Linked DNA regions of Ovis aries: region 1 is linked to region 2. Evidence: chromatin contacts called from public Hi-C data. All regions are on one chromosome and are shown on one strand. The core of a region is the stretch at or near the end of the contact, and the rest is flanking DNA. Distances in the headings are between cores, read along the strand shown.

The links. A called contact is a pair of places that touch in the nucleus more often than the background predicts.
Region 1: a contact with region 2 is called in a Hi-C map of blood, with 5 times the contacts expected there. The contact joins two enhancer-like sites. A contact is called at or near these places in 12 of 16 Hi-C or Micro-C datasets (blood, hypothalamus, liver and 5 more).

What each region holds. Positions count from the first base shown.
Region 1 is chr7:43,586,315-43,589,687 of ARS-UI_Ramb_v3.0, reverse strand. No RefSeq gene overlaps it. Among named protein-coding and RNA genes, the nearest start is that of OAZ2, 29 kb to the left of the region's middle. Within about 2 kb of position 1,442, at least 5 of the 54 cell types and tissues checked have an H3K27ac peak or open chromatin away from gene starts, as enhancers often do.
Region 2 is chr7:43,441,185-43,444,764 of ARS-UI_Ramb_v3.0, reverse strand. No RefSeq gene overlaps it. Among named protein-coding and RNA genes, the nearest start is that of PTGDR, 31 kb to the right of the region's middle. Within about 2 kb of position 2,159, at least 25 of the 54 cell types and tissues checked have an H3K27ac peak or open chromatin away from gene starts, as enhancers often do.

The DNA.
Region 1 (3,373 bases), core at 193-2,692, 150 kb before region 2:
CACGCCCATCCACCGCCCCTCCTGCCCCCTCCATCATTACTGCTGCTGAGCCGCTCGTTGTGTCCAACTCTTGTGACCCCATGGACTACCCCACCAGGACCCTCTATCTGCGGGATTTCCCAGGCAAGAACACTGGAGTGGGTTGCCATTTTCTTTTCTAGGGGATCTTCCACATCCAGGGACTGAACCCACATCTCCTGCAGCGGCGCGTTCTTTACCACTGCGCCACCAGGGAAGCCCATTCCCCTCCATTATAAGACTCCTAACTTTAGGGATCTGTGACCTACCAGCTGAGCCTGCCAGAAGGGGCCTGACAGCGACCTCAACTCTGGACTTGCCAGAAGGCCCCACAGAGCAGTGGTCCCAAAGCGGGATTCCCAGAGACAGGCCAGGAAATGACACGTACTCCCTTCTCCAAGGGCAGGGAATCTGGAGCATGAGCTGTGCTAGGGGCCGAGCCAACATTGCGGGGAGGCTGCCTGCCCCAGTCACAGACAGCACGTTTGCCCCTGGCTGCCTGGGAGAGTAGAGGCAGGGCACCACAGGGCCCCAAGTCAGGGGTGGGGGGCGGAGAGCTCAGAGAATGGAGCCAGACTTCTCTTAGGAAAGAGAGGGAGGGCTCAGGAGAGCCCTCGATGAGGCAACCGAGTGGCAGCTGGGCACAGAGACAACCCTCACGAAACTGCACAGTCAGACCCGGTGCCCGCTCGGCTGCCGGGAGTCCCCGCCACCGCAAGCAGAGAAGACATCAAACAACGCCAGGCTACCTGGCAGCTGAGAACTTGCTCCTGTGGCCCCTCAGAATTCCAGGTGCTGTTCACTATAGCTCAGGGCCACTCCGTACTCAGCAGGACATCGGAGTTGGTTCCTCTGCAGTGCCAGGACACTCGGCACTTGGTACATCTGGGTCCCGGGCCACCTGCCCAAGGCCGGAAGGACACTGAGCTCCGAGGATGGGGCACCGCTGTTGTCACACAGCTGACCCCGACCTGCCAGGATCACCTGGATTAGGACCCACACCACATGGGCAGGGTCAAGAGCCTCGTGGAGGCATCCAGCCTCAGAGGCCACCTTATTTTCTCTCATGTCTTTTAAACATCTGGAAGTACTTCCCTCCCTTCCTGGCTGACAGCTGAGTGGGAGGAAGCCTCTCCTCCCCTTTGCTGAGCTGTGGGCTGCCCTCCCAGCTGGAAGCCCAGCTGGACACCAGAGCTAATTCCCCAAGAGAGGGGCGACGAGGAAACCAGCACCGCTGCCACGGGAGGAGCCTGCAGCCAGTCCAGCTCGGGGAAGCCCTAGTGGGCCCAGACCACTGCCCTTCACCCAGCCTCTGGCTGGAGCAGCCCCTCATCAAGGAAGTGCAGGGCAGGCTGGGTGCCCTGCTGGGCTGCAGCAGGGAGAGCATCAGACGAGAGTGGGAGGGACCCTGGAGGCCTCCAACCCAGCCTCCTCCCCCAGCGGCTGCTGAGGGGCCCCTGCAGCAAGCCTGCCTCATCCGGCCCAGCCCTCTCCTCTAGGTGCTGCGCCCCGCGCTCCAGAGCCTGAGGCAGCCGCTGCCTCCTTGGGAAGGAAGGAGAGGAAAGCACTCCTCTCTGAGCTCGGGATGGTCGTGCCACTGAAGTGGACAGAATGTCCTTGAAGCGCTGTGCTTCCACTTTCCTCAGATGCCTGGGAGAGGCTGGTGGTCCAGGTCCCTCAAGAAGCACAGTCCCTTCCGGCCCCAGCTCAGGCTCAGGGGTCAAGGCCAGCTCAGCAGGGAGCGAGCGGCCAGTCCCCTCTCAGGGCCTCCTGTCATTCACAGGGCAGGCTTGGGAGGCCTAAGTGGCCATCCCACAGAGGCAGCCATGGGCATCCAGAATGCCCACAGCTCCAAGAGGAGGAGCAACCAAACAAAGGAATTGGGGGCCGCACTCAGTCCCCCTCAACCTGGGACTGATGGAGAAGACACACCGAGAGGTGGGCGAACGGATGAATCCTCACGAGAAGAAACAGGAACAGCCAACAGACACAGGAGCCTCGCTCACCACAAAGTCCAATTAGGGGGCTTCCCTGGTGGTCCAGTGGTTAAGACGCCAAGCTCCCGCTGCCAGGGCATGGGTCCGATCCTCGCTTTGAGAGCTAAGATCCCGCATGCCATGTGGTGCAGCCAAACCCAACGGTACCCAGTCTTACTTAACCCAGACTGGCAAGTCTACATTTTGACCTTGTGATAGTTCTAGGAAATTTATGATAAGGAAAACAAGCAGGACAGGTGCCCAGAGAGGTGTGAACAAGGGCGTCCATGGCAGCACAGCCTATCAGGGCAAAAAAAAAGTGTAAACAGCCTCAGCCTCAGTTACCTGCCATCTACAGGGAGCTAGACACACGCTGGCAGGACAGCCAGGATATAGATTACACTTACTGGCATGGAAGCATGTCCCGATACCTTAGTTCTAAAATGATTAAACATGTAATTTGTGTGAAAGGTTCATACCCATGGATTTACTTACACTCCTGTGTCCAGCCACCTACGAAGTCTAAGGACTAAAAGTGCTGATATTCTGGGGAGCAGCTAAAGGAACAGAGAAAAAGCCCTATCTATTTCTCCTCATGAATGCAGACCTCTAACAGCTTAATGCTTAGGCACTCGGCACATGCCAGATGCTGTTCTTAAGAGGTTTCCACACACTAAGTTCACTTAATCCTCAGAAAGCCCTCTGAAGTTGATGCTATTATCATCTCCATTATACAGATAAGAAAAGAGAGGCGGGGGGGTTGGTCTAACTCATCAGTAAGTGGCTGAGCCAGTGTAAGGGGGGGTGGGGAGAAGGGCCACAGTGAAAGATCCATATCCTCAAGTTGAAATGGAAAAAGAGGTCCAGATTGGGAGGGCCCTGGTATGCATGGGGACATGCAGAACCCTGCTTCTAGGCCAACATCTTAATGCACCCTACGCTAGCGTGCACCTGCCACCCATACCCTCTGAAAGGAGATGTTTCTATCAAGATGATCAGAAGGTCCAACAAGACAGCCTCATTCATGCCAATACAGATTCAGGCCTGAACCATCTGGCTCATCCCCTTTCTTCCTGCAGGTCTTGTCCTCACAACTACACGAGGACTGTGTTCAGTTTTGCTCAGGCTGAGATACAGGCAAAGGGCATGCATGAGGTCAGGAAGTACATGCTAGGGTACAGAATGGAAGGACCAGTGTTCATCCCTTTTGTCTACTGGCTGCTGCTGCCTCTCCAAGTCACCTCCTTACTCCTAGGGACAGAAAACCGCAGGCTACTGATCCTCTGAGTTCAGAATAACCTCCTTAGTGTCCACTTCCTTCATGCAGGCATTGCAACCTCCACCTCTGGGGCAGCACTGTCAGGGGGCAGAGAGGGGGC
Region 2 (3,580 bases), core at 910-3,409:
CGTCTCCTGGCAGCAGTGGCTGCAGGAAGAAGGTGATAAAGCAGCAGCCACTTCACTCTGCTGGCTCAAGGCCATGGACTTCAAGGATGGCAGCTGGGCAGCTGGGCCAGCTGACTGATCCCTGGCATCTCTGCATCCATCTGGGAGGCCAGGGTTTGGACTATGACCAACCACCAGCTGTCTGCAGCTTTGACTGCATCAAGGGTCCTGTTTACCACCAGATCCTCATGCTGTGGTTCTTAAATTAGACCAGCTGGGTTAGAACCCTGGCTCCACCACTTACCTTGTGAGGTAGGGAGAGTTATTTACCCTCTCTGTTCTTCACTTCCTCCCCCATAATCAGGTGATAATAACGTCCATTTCATAGGGTGGGTTGGGGGACAACAGGAGATAATCCACACAGTCTTTACAGTGGGGCTTATTGTTAGCTCTTCTCATTATATTATTTTTCAAAGTCCATTTCAAGTACTTCCTTCCCCAGGAAGCCTTTCTGAACTACATGAATGACTGAAAGATATTTGTCCTCCTCTGATCCCAGAAGAAATAGTAATGACTTCTTGCCTTGGGGCGGAGATGCCTGGGACCTCACTATCCCCCACAATCTAAAGAAGCTATAAATGTCTATAAGGCAACAAAAAGGAGACGTGGACACCCCCCAGGGTCTCAAGTACAACCATTCTGTTGAGTTTAACGAGTATCTTTTTGTTTGTACTGTATCTATCTTTGCAAATCTGTGTTGTTTTGTGCACGAGCACTTTTATTGGTATTGTGTTTTAGGTCTCATTTAGTCGGTTTACCTTTTCTGCTCAGCACTTTGTGTTTTGTTTCAATCCATGTTGGTGTAAACACACCTGGTCCCTTTCATCTGTAGTTCCACAGTGCTTTGCATTCTCAGTGGTGTCTGACTCTTTGAAACCTAATGGACTGTATGTAGCCCGCCAGTCTCCTCCGTCCATGGGATTTTTCAGGAAGAATACTGGAGTGGATCACCTTTTCCTTCTCCAGGGGATCTCCGCAACCCAGGGATCAAACCCAAGCCTCCTACACTGGCAGGGGGATTCTTTCCCACTGAGCCACCTGGGAAGCCACCTTGCATGGTAGTATCACATTCTACTCATCCATCCACTTTCCCAATGTGGGCATTTGGGTTGCCTCCAGCTCCCAGCAACCACAAAACAACAATCCAGGAACAAACGTGATCTAACATGTCCCCTTATGAGCCTGTAAGAGAAGGAGCCTGATTTCAGGGTCACGATTCCCTGTGTTTAGTTTCCCTCATTATTGCCAAGATTCTTGGCCAGAATGGCTGCCTCAGGCTACCCTCACCAGCACTGCACCTTGTCAGAACACCCCTCAGTCCCCACCACTATTTGACATTATCCAGTTTTTCTAATTTTTGCCAGCCCAATGGGTGTAAGTGGTATCTCACTGTCATTTTAATTTGTATTTTTCTGATCATAAACAAATCTGACCATCTCTTGAAATGCCTTCAGGCATTACAAACAGCGGTTTCAGTTTGTAAATGCCCATTCAAGCGCTTGGGGTGTGAATTTCAACGCCTGGGGGCGCCAGACCAGGCTTCCAAGGCCCTAGGGGAGGTCGTACATCCAGGCCAGGAAGGCTGGGACAACTTGCTGTCAGGGAGAAAAGCACTGGGGGATCTGCGGAGTCCCGAGTGGCTCCCACCCACTTAGCCATGGCCTGGTCGGGGGAGCCCGAAGATGGACCCTCAGTCTGGCCTGAGAGTAGAGGGCGAGCGGGAGGCCGCCGCAGTTGCCTGCATATCATACCCAAGGTATGAGAGGCGAGGCGGAGAGGCGAGGGGTCTGGAGGACTGTTGCCTGCACCCGGACGTTCCCGCTCCCGGGAGCCTCGTCCTCACTCCGAACTCAGCTTGCCCTCCCTCCGCTCATCGGGTCCAAGCCCGCGGACGGGGACAAGCGGCTTGCGCCCAGGCACAATGCAGAGGCGCTCCGAAGCGGAGGCACGGAGAGGGAGCTAGCCTGGGAGGCCCACGGCCGAGAGTGCGCGGGGAGGAGGCCGGGGCAGGGCGGGCAGAGGCCGAGAGGATACCCCTCACCCCCGCAGGGGCGACCACGGCTGCGATTGTCCTGACTGGCCACCTGCGTCAGGGGCTTCTTTGTGGCGCGAGGGAAACGGGCTCCACCTGGCGGAGGATATGGGCTGCTCGTCTGGAACTCTGAGGAGCTCCCCACCCTGGAGCGGAGAGTGTGGATGGAGGAGACGTTAGCTAGAGAGCAGATGGCAACACTATCCTTTATTGAGTACATTGTGTGCCAGACTGAACCCGGGTAGGCAGCCCTCCAGGTAGGACCGTTACCTCCATTTAGCAGAAAAGAATGCTGAGGCACAGAGTGATTAAATACGGTGCCCAAGATCACACAGCCTTCGAATGGTAGACACGTTGAAGGCCTCGGCTCCCTCAGTGTGTCCGGCTGGATGGGGTGTGAAGACGGCTTGGTGTGTTGCAGGGGGTGTGAGGGCACCTCAGCGCTTCCCTCCAGGAGTGTGCTTGCTGCTCCGACCTCTAGACCAGGCAGTGGCATCCCTGTGGCCTTCAGCCGGCTTGGGGACCATTGGCTGCACTGCCTGGGTGGCGGGAGAGAAGGACTGTGCCACTGTCCCCACTGGGGTGAGGATGCGAGTGGGGGCTCTGTCGGGGCTAAGTCTTTCCAAGGGTACAGAGTTGTGCCTGAGGCAGACATCACTTGTTCAGTTGCTCAGTAGGGTCCAACTCTTCCCGACCCCGTGAACTGCACACCAGGCTTCCCTGTCCTTCACCATCTTCCTGAGTTTGCTCAGGGACTGGGACAAGGAAGCCTGATGTACTGCAGTCCATGGGGTCATGAAGAGTCGGACACAACTGAACACGCACACAAAAGAGAAAGAGCTCATTTGGAAGCAGAAAAGAAAATCTAATTTTAATTAACTATAATTTTTTAATTTAAAAGTAACAATTCCTGATAATCATACCACTTTAATATGATTCCTATTTCTAATTTGAAATATTTCCTTCCAGTTTAGTCTGCTGTTCAACTGATACAACATGAGAATTCCCAGGTGGGGCCAGGGTAAAGAACCTGCCAGCCCACGAAATAAGAGATATGGGTTCAATCCCTGGGTCAGAAAGATCCCCTGGAGGAGGGCATGGCAACCCACTCCAGTGTTCTTGCCAGGAGAATTCCCATGGATAGAGGAGGCTGGTGGGCTACAGTCCAAAGGGTAGCAAAGAGTCAGTATGACTGAAGCAACTGAGCACGCGCGCACAACACTACACAGAAAATGTATCCTGCTCTGTTCTTATTGTATTTTCCACATAGTATCATCCTATCTGCAGTTCAGTTGAGTTCAGTTCAGTCGCTCAGTTGTGTCTCTTTGCAACCGCATGGACTGCAGCATGCCAGGCCTCCCTGTCCATCACCAAATCTCATGGTTTACTCAAACCCATGTCCATAGAGTCAGTGATGTCATCCAACCATCTCATCTTCTGTCGTTCCCTTCTCCTCCTGCCTCCAATCTTTCCCAGCATCAGGGTCTTTTCCAATGAGTCAGCTCTTTG